Linked DNA regions of Macaca mulatta: all the other regions are linked to region 1. Evidence: chromatin contacts called from public Hi-C data. All regions are on one chromosome and are shown on one strand. The core of a region is the stretch at or near the end of the contact, and the rest is flanking DNA. Distances in the headings are between cores, read along the strand shown.

Region 1 (2,704 bases), core at 60-2,559:
AACAGTTTAAGTTTCAAACTAATTCCCTGTTTTCGCTCTTCCTCTTCACAGGGCTGGCTGGAGACAGCCTGGCCTGCCTCCCTCTCCCGATGGCTCTGGTCACCGGGTGAGTCAGCCTGGCCTGCGCTGGGGTTGGGTGACAGCCTGCTCACCCTCCCCGCTCTCCGGCACCAGGTCTCCAAAACGTGGAGCAAGGGGTGCCTGAACCACCAAAAAGTTAAAGGCTGTGTCTGGTGGGCAGGACCCTCCTTGCAGCACCACCTTCCAGCTAAAGGGGGAGAGATCCCTGAGGGGTGTGCTGGGGGGAGGGGACAGGGTTGAAGGTGAGAACAAGGGCTCTTTATCAGTAGCTGCTTACCCTGGCCTCCTCTTTCCTGCTTTCCAAACACCTGGGCCTCTCAGTGTCGGTCCGGCCAGACCGCTCTTCCCTTTTCAAACCCAAACCAAGTACCCCCTCTCGTGTCTTCAGAGCTGCAGCCGCCCAGGTTGGGGCTGGGTAGCGGGTTGCCAAGGAAAATACGAGGCGCCAGCTAGCAGGCGGCTCCCAGCTCTACCCAGGAGTGCGCACACCCTGCACTCACCAGGGTGGCGGCAAGAAAAAGGGGGGAAGGCGGGGGAGGGGGGCACAACACCTTCCTCTGGGAGGCAGGAATGTGGGAAATGGGTGGGTCTCCTAAGTTTCAGGGTGGGGGTGAATAGCCAGCCAGCCACCGATCCCAAAGGAGTGGATCAACTCTGAACCTGCCAAAAAAGACAGTCCGGTGCCCGGGAAATTTACAAGGTGAAACCGACTAGCTCAGCACTCGTGGGTGGCACGGGGGAGTGGGGTGGCCGTTGACTCTCAGCTCCCGGGAGCGGGATCCCGCAGCGGCAGCAGGTGGGCTCACCCCCTCCCCTGCGGCCCCCCACTCATTGGAGTCGCAGTGCCTGGTACCTTTCTGGCGCCGCGCTCCGCGAACTCGCGGGCGAGCTGACGCCCGATGCCTCTCCCGCCGCCTGTGATGAGGACGTTCTCCCGCGACAGGTCCCGCAGCTTGGCGGGCAGCACCAGTCCGACGGCTGCTTTCACCACCAGATAGATCATCTGTAGAGGGAACACCACCAGCGCGCCCAGCCGTTTCCACACCATCCTCCGCGCCGCGGAGCCGGGCAGGGGGCGAAAGTCCCCGGGCCGAGCAATACAGGAATTAAAAAACACCCCGAACAATAAATAGTAAACCGAATAAGGAGAGAGGCGTCCCACCTGGCCACTCTTGAAATCACCTCTTCCCAAATGCAAAGCACTGGGTGAGAAAAAAAAAAAAAAAAAGATAAATTCTCCTCTGGGGGAGAAAAAGCGTCTCCTAAGGTTGGGACTGTAAAAGAGGTGGAGGGGGAAGCTGGAGGTGGAAAGTTCTAACAAGAAGTTTCTTGCCCCAGCAGCCGTTTCGGCTGGGGAATTCTCAGGTAATGTTTACAGACTGACAGAGGAGTTCAGGCAGGGGAAGAAAAAAAAAAGGCACCAACCACACGCGCTCACCCTGCCTCGGTCCCGCGGTTTCAAAGTGCAAGATTAAACAAAAAAAAAAAAAAAAAAAAAAAAAAGCTGTTTCCAAATTGTAGCGCCCCCACCCCCACCCCGTCTCCAGGAAAAAAAAAAAAAAAAGTGGGGGACAAAAGTGCTTGGAGCTCCCAATTTCAGCCCGCGAAAGTCTCCCGACTCATTGCTATTCTTGGGCTCAGGAAATTGCTTAAACGCGATCTGATTGCCAGCAACGTGCAGGAGAAGTGGGGGGTCCGGGTGTCAGTTTCTTTACGTGCAGGGCTCGCCCTCGCGCGCGCTCGCTCGCTCCGGCTCCCTCCCTCCCCTCTCTGTTCCAGCAGAGGCTGGGAGTTGCCGCTCGATCCAGCTCCCCTTCTCTCCCTTTTTAGCATTTATTGCCTTCTTTTTGTCCTTTCCAACTTGGAGAGGGTCCGGGTGTGGAGCGCGCGTGGATCGGACGCCTTGGTCTGCGCGGCCCTATTCATTCGCTCCCCGGGCAGCTGCGTCTCGGAGAGAGAGGGCGGCCCCTTTTTCCCCCATTTTTTTAATACCCCATTAAGTCTGATTGACAGTTAAAGTTGTTGGGAGGCTTCACTACCGTTCCTCTGAGTGGCTGCTGCGGCCTCCCCTCCCCCTGCGCCGTCGCGGGGAGCGCGCATAAGGCGCGCACTCGGGCTCGCCGGGACTCGCGCTCTCCCGGGACTGGCTCCCCTCTCTGCAAGCCGGGACTTGCCGCCGGTGTCCCTGAGGGCTCGCAGCTGTAACTCGAACACGCTGGAACCGACTCCAGCGAGCCGGCTGCCTTCTCGAGACATTCCTCCTTGCCCGGGCCGCCCGCGGGCCAGGTGACCACCTCTGCGTGTGGAGCAGGCCCGGGGTAGCTTGCGCATGCCTTGATCCAACCAGGTCACCCAGGGTTTATTTGAGGTCATTTGGTCATCCCCGGCCTCCAGGTAGGATCGGGAAGCCACTCCTCACCTTTGCCCGGACCTCTTCTGTCTTCACTTAGAGTGGACTTTTAAAAGCCTGACCCAAGTCCCTCACGATGCTTGTGGGAAGCCGCTGGGGAGCAGGGCTTTGCTTTGAGGGGAGGGGGTAGTCAGGGGAAAGGAACCTGTGCTCCGGGTGCCAATAAAATCCCCAAAAGATTAGCTGGGAGCATATTTATTGCTCATCTGAGCT
Region 2 (2,700 bases), core at 168-2,667, 300 kb before region 1:
AGTTCAGTTACAAAAGCTTAATCTATATATGGTTTTTGATAAAAATACAGTGTAAAGCAGAGTGAATTTACTATTAAATATATACAAATAACTTGAAAACTTACCGATTTCAAAAATCTCGACATTAAATTGGTCTACGTTCTTTGTAAACAACCTTGTAAATAGCTACTTAGATACATAGTGCCTGGCCAACATTAGTACCTGAGTCTTCTTCCTGGAATTTTCAATCAGGTCATCACTTAGAGAAAGGATGATTTTGTGAACTGCTGAATATCTCCTAGGCCTCCCAGGAGGACTGGGGTGCAGTTTCTCTATCTAGTTTAGAAATATTCTAAAGAGTGAAATCACATCCCAGTCTTTCCTGCCGCTGCAGGGCTCTGTTGGCTTAGCTGCACATGGCCAGATGCAGAATATTGGTTCAGGATGACAGTGTTAGTAAATGTCAGCAGACGTTTTGCAGAACAAATCTTACTGGTTCATGTTGTAGCCTGGTGGAAATGGGCTGCCTCGTTTGCAACAGCCTCTGGTGTTTTCTAGCTTCCCAGCTCTGGCTTGATTGACAATGTTGTCCTTTCCAGGCACGGAGTTTGTGGTCGTTGAAGATGTGTCCTGCTTTGACACCAATGCCATTATTCTGAAAGGCACCACAGTGCTCACCTATAAGCCCCGGTTTGTTGATCGCCCCTTTTCAGGAAGTTTGTTTGGCATTGAGGTAAGAAGTCTATGTGTTGATCACAGCACTGCATGTTGGCTCACGAGAAAAGCATCTGGAAGATAATTTTACCTCTTAAACTTTCATTAGGGGAAGTAATTCATGGAATTGGAAGACCCTTGTCCTCTTCTCCTGTTTGTTTTCTCCCCAAATCTCCCTGGCTATTCTAATGCATGAATTCAGTCTCCCTGTGTTAGGCTATAAATATGCAGAGGGCATTTGCCTCTTTCTCTTACACCCTTTCTTCCTCAAGAAGTTCAAGGAGACTTCTTCAGTCCCTACTGCCCTATGAGGCCCCTTGTCGTGCCCTCTCGTTCTGCAGACCTCATGCATGAAGGTGAGGCTGTGGTTCTCATTTCCCCTGCATCCCCCTCCTCACCTGGAGTGCAGCCTGTGAAGAGCTAGGGCTTTGGGAAGGGAAACCTATTTATACAAAGTGCTAAGGATCTTATATGTTATCCTTTCAGGAAGACCTGATCTATAAAAGGGCAGCTCTGCAGAGTCCTGCCTGGCTGAAAGGAGCGCATGGATAATAGTGGTGCTTTAGGCTCTCATGTCATCTCATGAAGAAGATAATTTGTGCTGGAGTGGCCTTTGTAGCTCGAAAATGCCATTATGCAATATTAGGCCAAAAGTGCTTTGTCTCTTGTTAAGCCATGCTGTGTGGAGACAGAAGGGGAACCGTGGCAAGTTCTTGTTTCTGTCAGATGTTTGTACTTGACTCATGTCAGCTCACATTCCCCATGCCATACTGTTAGCATATTGGTCAGGGTTCCTTTTGCTTTATGATTAGACTTTTCATGCCCTTTTCTTTCCAGTGGTATTGCTCAAAGTTTGAACGAATAAAACTTATTTTCACTGTTAGGAGTATGTGGTTTATGGTTTTGAGACAAACAGTGGAATAAGGCCTGTAGGGACTCTACTTCTTGACCACTTGTTTCTCTCTTGTAAAGAAACCTCCGTTTGAGAGGAAGGATTTGCATGCTGGTGTGATGTGAGTTGATCATGAAATTGCAATTCATCTGCCTTCCAAGCCACCACAATACTAGCTTTGAATGGAGAATCTTGGTGATTGATTAATGAACTGTCAGGTACAATTGGGTTTTGTGTAGCAGAAACCCCTGAAGGAAAAAGGAAAATGAAACTTTTCTGCTCTAAAGTCTTAGGACAACTACATGGCAAAATATTTGAGATTGCTGGAAACTCCTTTCAGTCCTGCCTTTTAGACAGCACAATTGGGTCTGAATTTTAAGACCAGCTTGATAAATCATTGGGGGAGAATTTATAGCTTATGAATTTTGAATTTTGAATATGGCAAAGGACCTTGGTGTCACATGTTTTTCAACAGCACTAGGGTGTGCCCCAGAAAGGTGGTGGAGGGGGTGAAGGGGTAAGAAGGACCCAAGTGATGGCTGTTTTCTTTCCTCTGCGCTCTTCCTGAGCATGCAAAATAATTTGGTCCTAGAATTGGAGTCCTTTCTCCCTCTCTCCCTTCTTTCTCTCTCCCAATGAATGTATTTATTTTTTAACCTTTTATTATAGAACATTTCAAATATATACAAAGTAAACAGAATAATATCATGAACTCCATATGTACCTATCACCCAGCTTTATTAATGTATTTATTTTTAATTATGAAAATATCATGGGGGAGGGGAAATAACCTATCAAAAATCGTATATGATTTCTGTGGACATTTTGGTGTGTTTCTTTCCTTCAAGTCGGGGAGTAACATTATTTTGGGTTGTATTTTCACACAGTCTGTGTTGTAACTGTCTTCTTACAATCTGTGTGGTCTTTTTTGTCATTTTTAAAATGGCTGCAAATACTCCATTGAGTAGATATGATATAACCTTGGCTGCTCTTAATTTTTTTTAACTATTAAATAATGGTTTAGTGAATCTTTTTTTTTTTTTTTTTTTTTTTGCTAGTTCCTAGAGAGAAGTAGGATTATTGGATCAAAGGGTGTGAGATTCGTAAGGCTTTTG
Region 3 (2,833 bases), core at 227-2,726, 390 kb before region 1:
ATGAGCCTGAGGTCTCCCTCTTGCCCTTCTTGTGATAATGCAAGGAGGAAGTGTTCAGTTGTTCATTCATACACACTTATTGAGTCTTTTCTGTGCTAGGTAATGTTTAGGTGTTGAAGAAACACTGTGAAAGGGATAAAATATCTGTTTTCAAGGTACTAGGGAATGAACAACATATGTATAAACAACTAAGATAAGCTCAGGGAATATTAGGTTCCATGAAGAAAATACAACAGGGTAATGGAGAATGGAACTTTATTTTTATTTTTGTTTTTGAGAGGGAGTCTCGCTCTGTCTGGAGAGCAGAGGGGCGATCTCGGCTCATTGCAACCTCGGCCTCCCAGGTTCAAAGGATTCTCCTGTCTCAGCTTCCCCAGTAGCTGGGACTACAGGTGTGCACCACCACGCCCGGCTAATTTTTGTAGTTTTAGTAGAGATGGGGCTTCCACTATGTGGGCCAGGCTGGTCTCAGACTCCTGACCTCAAGTGATCTGCCCCCCTCAGCCTCCTGAAGTGTTGGGATTACAGGCGTGAGTCATAATGAAACTGTAGATAGGCAAAAGTCTTCTCTGAGTGCAACATCTGAAGCCAGAGGGAGTCAGCTATATTAATATCCAGAGCTATTCTGTAGCTCTGGATTGGCCACATGAGGCTTTTGAGCACTGGAATCGTGGCTAGTTTGTACTGAGATGTGCAGTAAATATAAAATATACCTGAATTTCAAAAACTTATTATAAAAAAATTAACATATTGTATTAGTGATTTTTTCTTTTGGCTACATGTTGAGATGATCATATTTTGAACATATTAGATTAAATATATTAAAATGAAGTTCATTTTCTTCTTTTTCGTTTTAAAAAAATGTACCAACTAGTAAATGTAAATTGCCTATGTGGCTGGCATTGTATTTCTATTGGTCTGGGGAGAAGGGTCCTAGGTAGACAGAACGGCAAATGTACAGTTCCAGCGGCAGAAACTGAAGGATGCCGGGGCAAGAGCGGCCGGGGAAAAAGTGGCTGAAATGGGAAGGGACCAGATCTAGTGGGACCTTGGTGGCAGCTCTGTAAGGAGGTGGGTTTTAATTGAAGTACGGTTGGGACGCCATTTTAAGCAGGGAAGGGCAGGGTCTGAATTCACAGGCCCCTGTGGCTGCGAAGTTGGGAACGGACTGCGGGGGAGTGGCCCAGACGGACGGCCGATTGCACCTTTCGCGTGGATGGAAGGCAGGGTGGTTGTAGGTGGGAAGAATCCTGGGTTCCCATGCTGTCTGAACCAAAGTCATTTGTGGCCCTGCCCTCCCTTGGGACTCAGTTTCCCCACCTATAAAATAGGCCCCAGTGTTCGCAAACCCTGGAGGGGCCCGCGGCCCTGCAGGAGCGGTCGCCGGCGCCAGGGGGCGCCTCCTCGATAACTCGGCGCTCGGCTGGCCAGGCACCGGCGCGTCGGCCGCTCGATTGGTCGCGTCGGGGCCGGCTGAGCGCCGCGGGCCTGCGCCATTGAGGAGCGGCGGGGAGGAAGCGCCGCGCAGCGCCGGGCTGGAGCGGGCGGCCCGGGACAGGTAGGGGCCGAGCGGCGCCGCGTCGGGCGGTGCCCGGGCCGGGAACTGCAGGGCCGGCGCGGATCCACGGGCCGCCGCTAGAGCTCCGCCTAGACCTGGGGGCCCGGGCCCACCCTGGGGGAGAGCGATGCTGGGAGCCTGGGGGCCCTGTCGTCCGGCCTTGGTCTGAGCCCCTCGGGGTAACCCTGGGGCGTCTGCTCCCCCGAAGGCCCCGAGCCCGCCACCTCCGGGGACCCCTGCGTCCGAGTCCCCGCGAGCACCCCAGGCACAGGCTCGGAGTTGGCTGAACCTCTGGGAACCCCGACGTCCGTGTCCTGGGGAGCCCGAGCCCCTGCTGGACGCCGGCACACTTTCTGGGGTCCCAGCAGCCTGGCGCCCTGGAATTGGGAGATGTCAGTCCGCGCCTGTCCGCCTGAGCCGTAGTCTCAATGCAGGACCCTAGTGTGCGAGTTCCCCACATTACGCCCAGGAGTGGGGTGTCAGTTCCCTAGAATGCCTTAGCCTTAATCAGCCACCCGAGGTCACACTCTGGGGCGGAGATATCAGGCTTAAAACTTCTCTTTACCTTTTGCCCCCCAGGGTCACGCCCTGGCCCAGCCACTCCTCCTAGGTGTGGGATCCCGGCGCCGTTCCCTCCAGGTTTTACCTGGGTCGTTGTGTCTCTTTTCCCTGGAGGGGGCTGAGGGTTCCGAGAGCTGGGGGCGGGAAGGTTGTGGGAGCGTCGCCTTCCGGGCAGTGCCGTCCCTGTGGGGCCACCGGTCGGACAGCCGCCCCCGCCCCGGTTTTGGAGCTCCCTGGCGCTGGCAGCGCTCAGTACCGGCCGCCTCGGGGAGGGACGCCCAGGTCCGGTTGCCAGTCCTTCCTATTCCCGGTCTGGCCGCTCCTCAGGGGAGGGGCCTGGCTCAAGGTCATGCCCGGCTGTCTGCCCGCCCGTGGGCTCAGCACTGATCCCTACTGTCACCCGCCCCACTGGGTAGGGGAGCCCAGGTGGGGGTTAGTGCCAGGCAGCTGCCCAGAAGCCCTGATGGACCGGAGTGTAAACACTTTGGGATTCTGACCAGTCTGGCGGCCCTTGCTGACACTGAATTCCTCAAGGGAATCCTTGAAGTGGCCTCAAGCTGGGTCTAGATGCTTAGCAGAGCAAATCATGGGTGCTTTCTGGTTTGGGCCTCAATTTTACCGACCAGGGCGCCTTACAGTGCTAACCGCTCATGCTTTTAAAATCTGTGCTTTGCATTCTTTTCCATTTAGGGCAAGTAGGGTAGGGCCTGAACT

Evidence for each region. A called contact is a pair of places that touch in the nucleus more often than the background predicts.
Region 2: a Hi-C map of cortical neurons shows a contact between it and region 1, with 5 times the contacts expected there. The contact joins the enhancer-like site here to the promoter of DHRS3 in region 1. A contact is called at or near these places in 5 of 14 Hi-C or Micro-C datasets (cortical neurons, fetal cortex germinal zone, fetal cortical plate and 2 more).
Region 3: a contact with region 1 is called in a Hi-C map of fetal cortex germinal zone, with 4 times the contacts expected there. The contact joins the promoter of VPS13D here to the promoter of DHRS3 in region 1. A contact is called at or near these places in 2 of 14 Hi-C or Micro-C datasets (blood and fetal cortex germinal zone).

Annotation. Positions count from the first base shown.
Region 1 is chr1:228,099,618-228,102,321 of T2T-MMU8v2.0, reverse strand. It overlaps DHRS3 (dehydrogenase/reductase 3), which reads right to left and starts at 1,309. Exons shown (of 6, transcript NM_001260537.2): 1 at 935-1,309. The coding sequence starts at 1,129. LOC144336139 (a long non-coding RNA gene) reads left to right here. Exons shown (of 2, transcript XR_013407642.1): 2 at 1-1,584.
Region 2 is chr1:228,400,863-228,403,562 of T2T-MMU8v2.0, reverse strand. VPS13D (vacuolar protein sorting 13 homolog D) reads left to right here. Exons shown (of 69, transcript XM_015113831.3): 32 at 579-712. Among named protein-coding and RNA genes, the nearest start is that of VPS13D, 92 kb to the left of the region's middle. Within about 2 kb of position 1,417, at least 6 of the 40 cell types and tissues checked have an H3K27ac peak or open chromatin away from gene starts, as enhancers often do.
Region 3 is chr1:228,492,452-228,495,284 of T2T-MMU8v2.0, reverse strand. It overlaps VPS13D (vacuolar protein sorting 13 homolog D), which reads left to right and starts at 1,476. Exons shown (of 69, transcript XM_015113831.3): 1 at 1,476-1,558.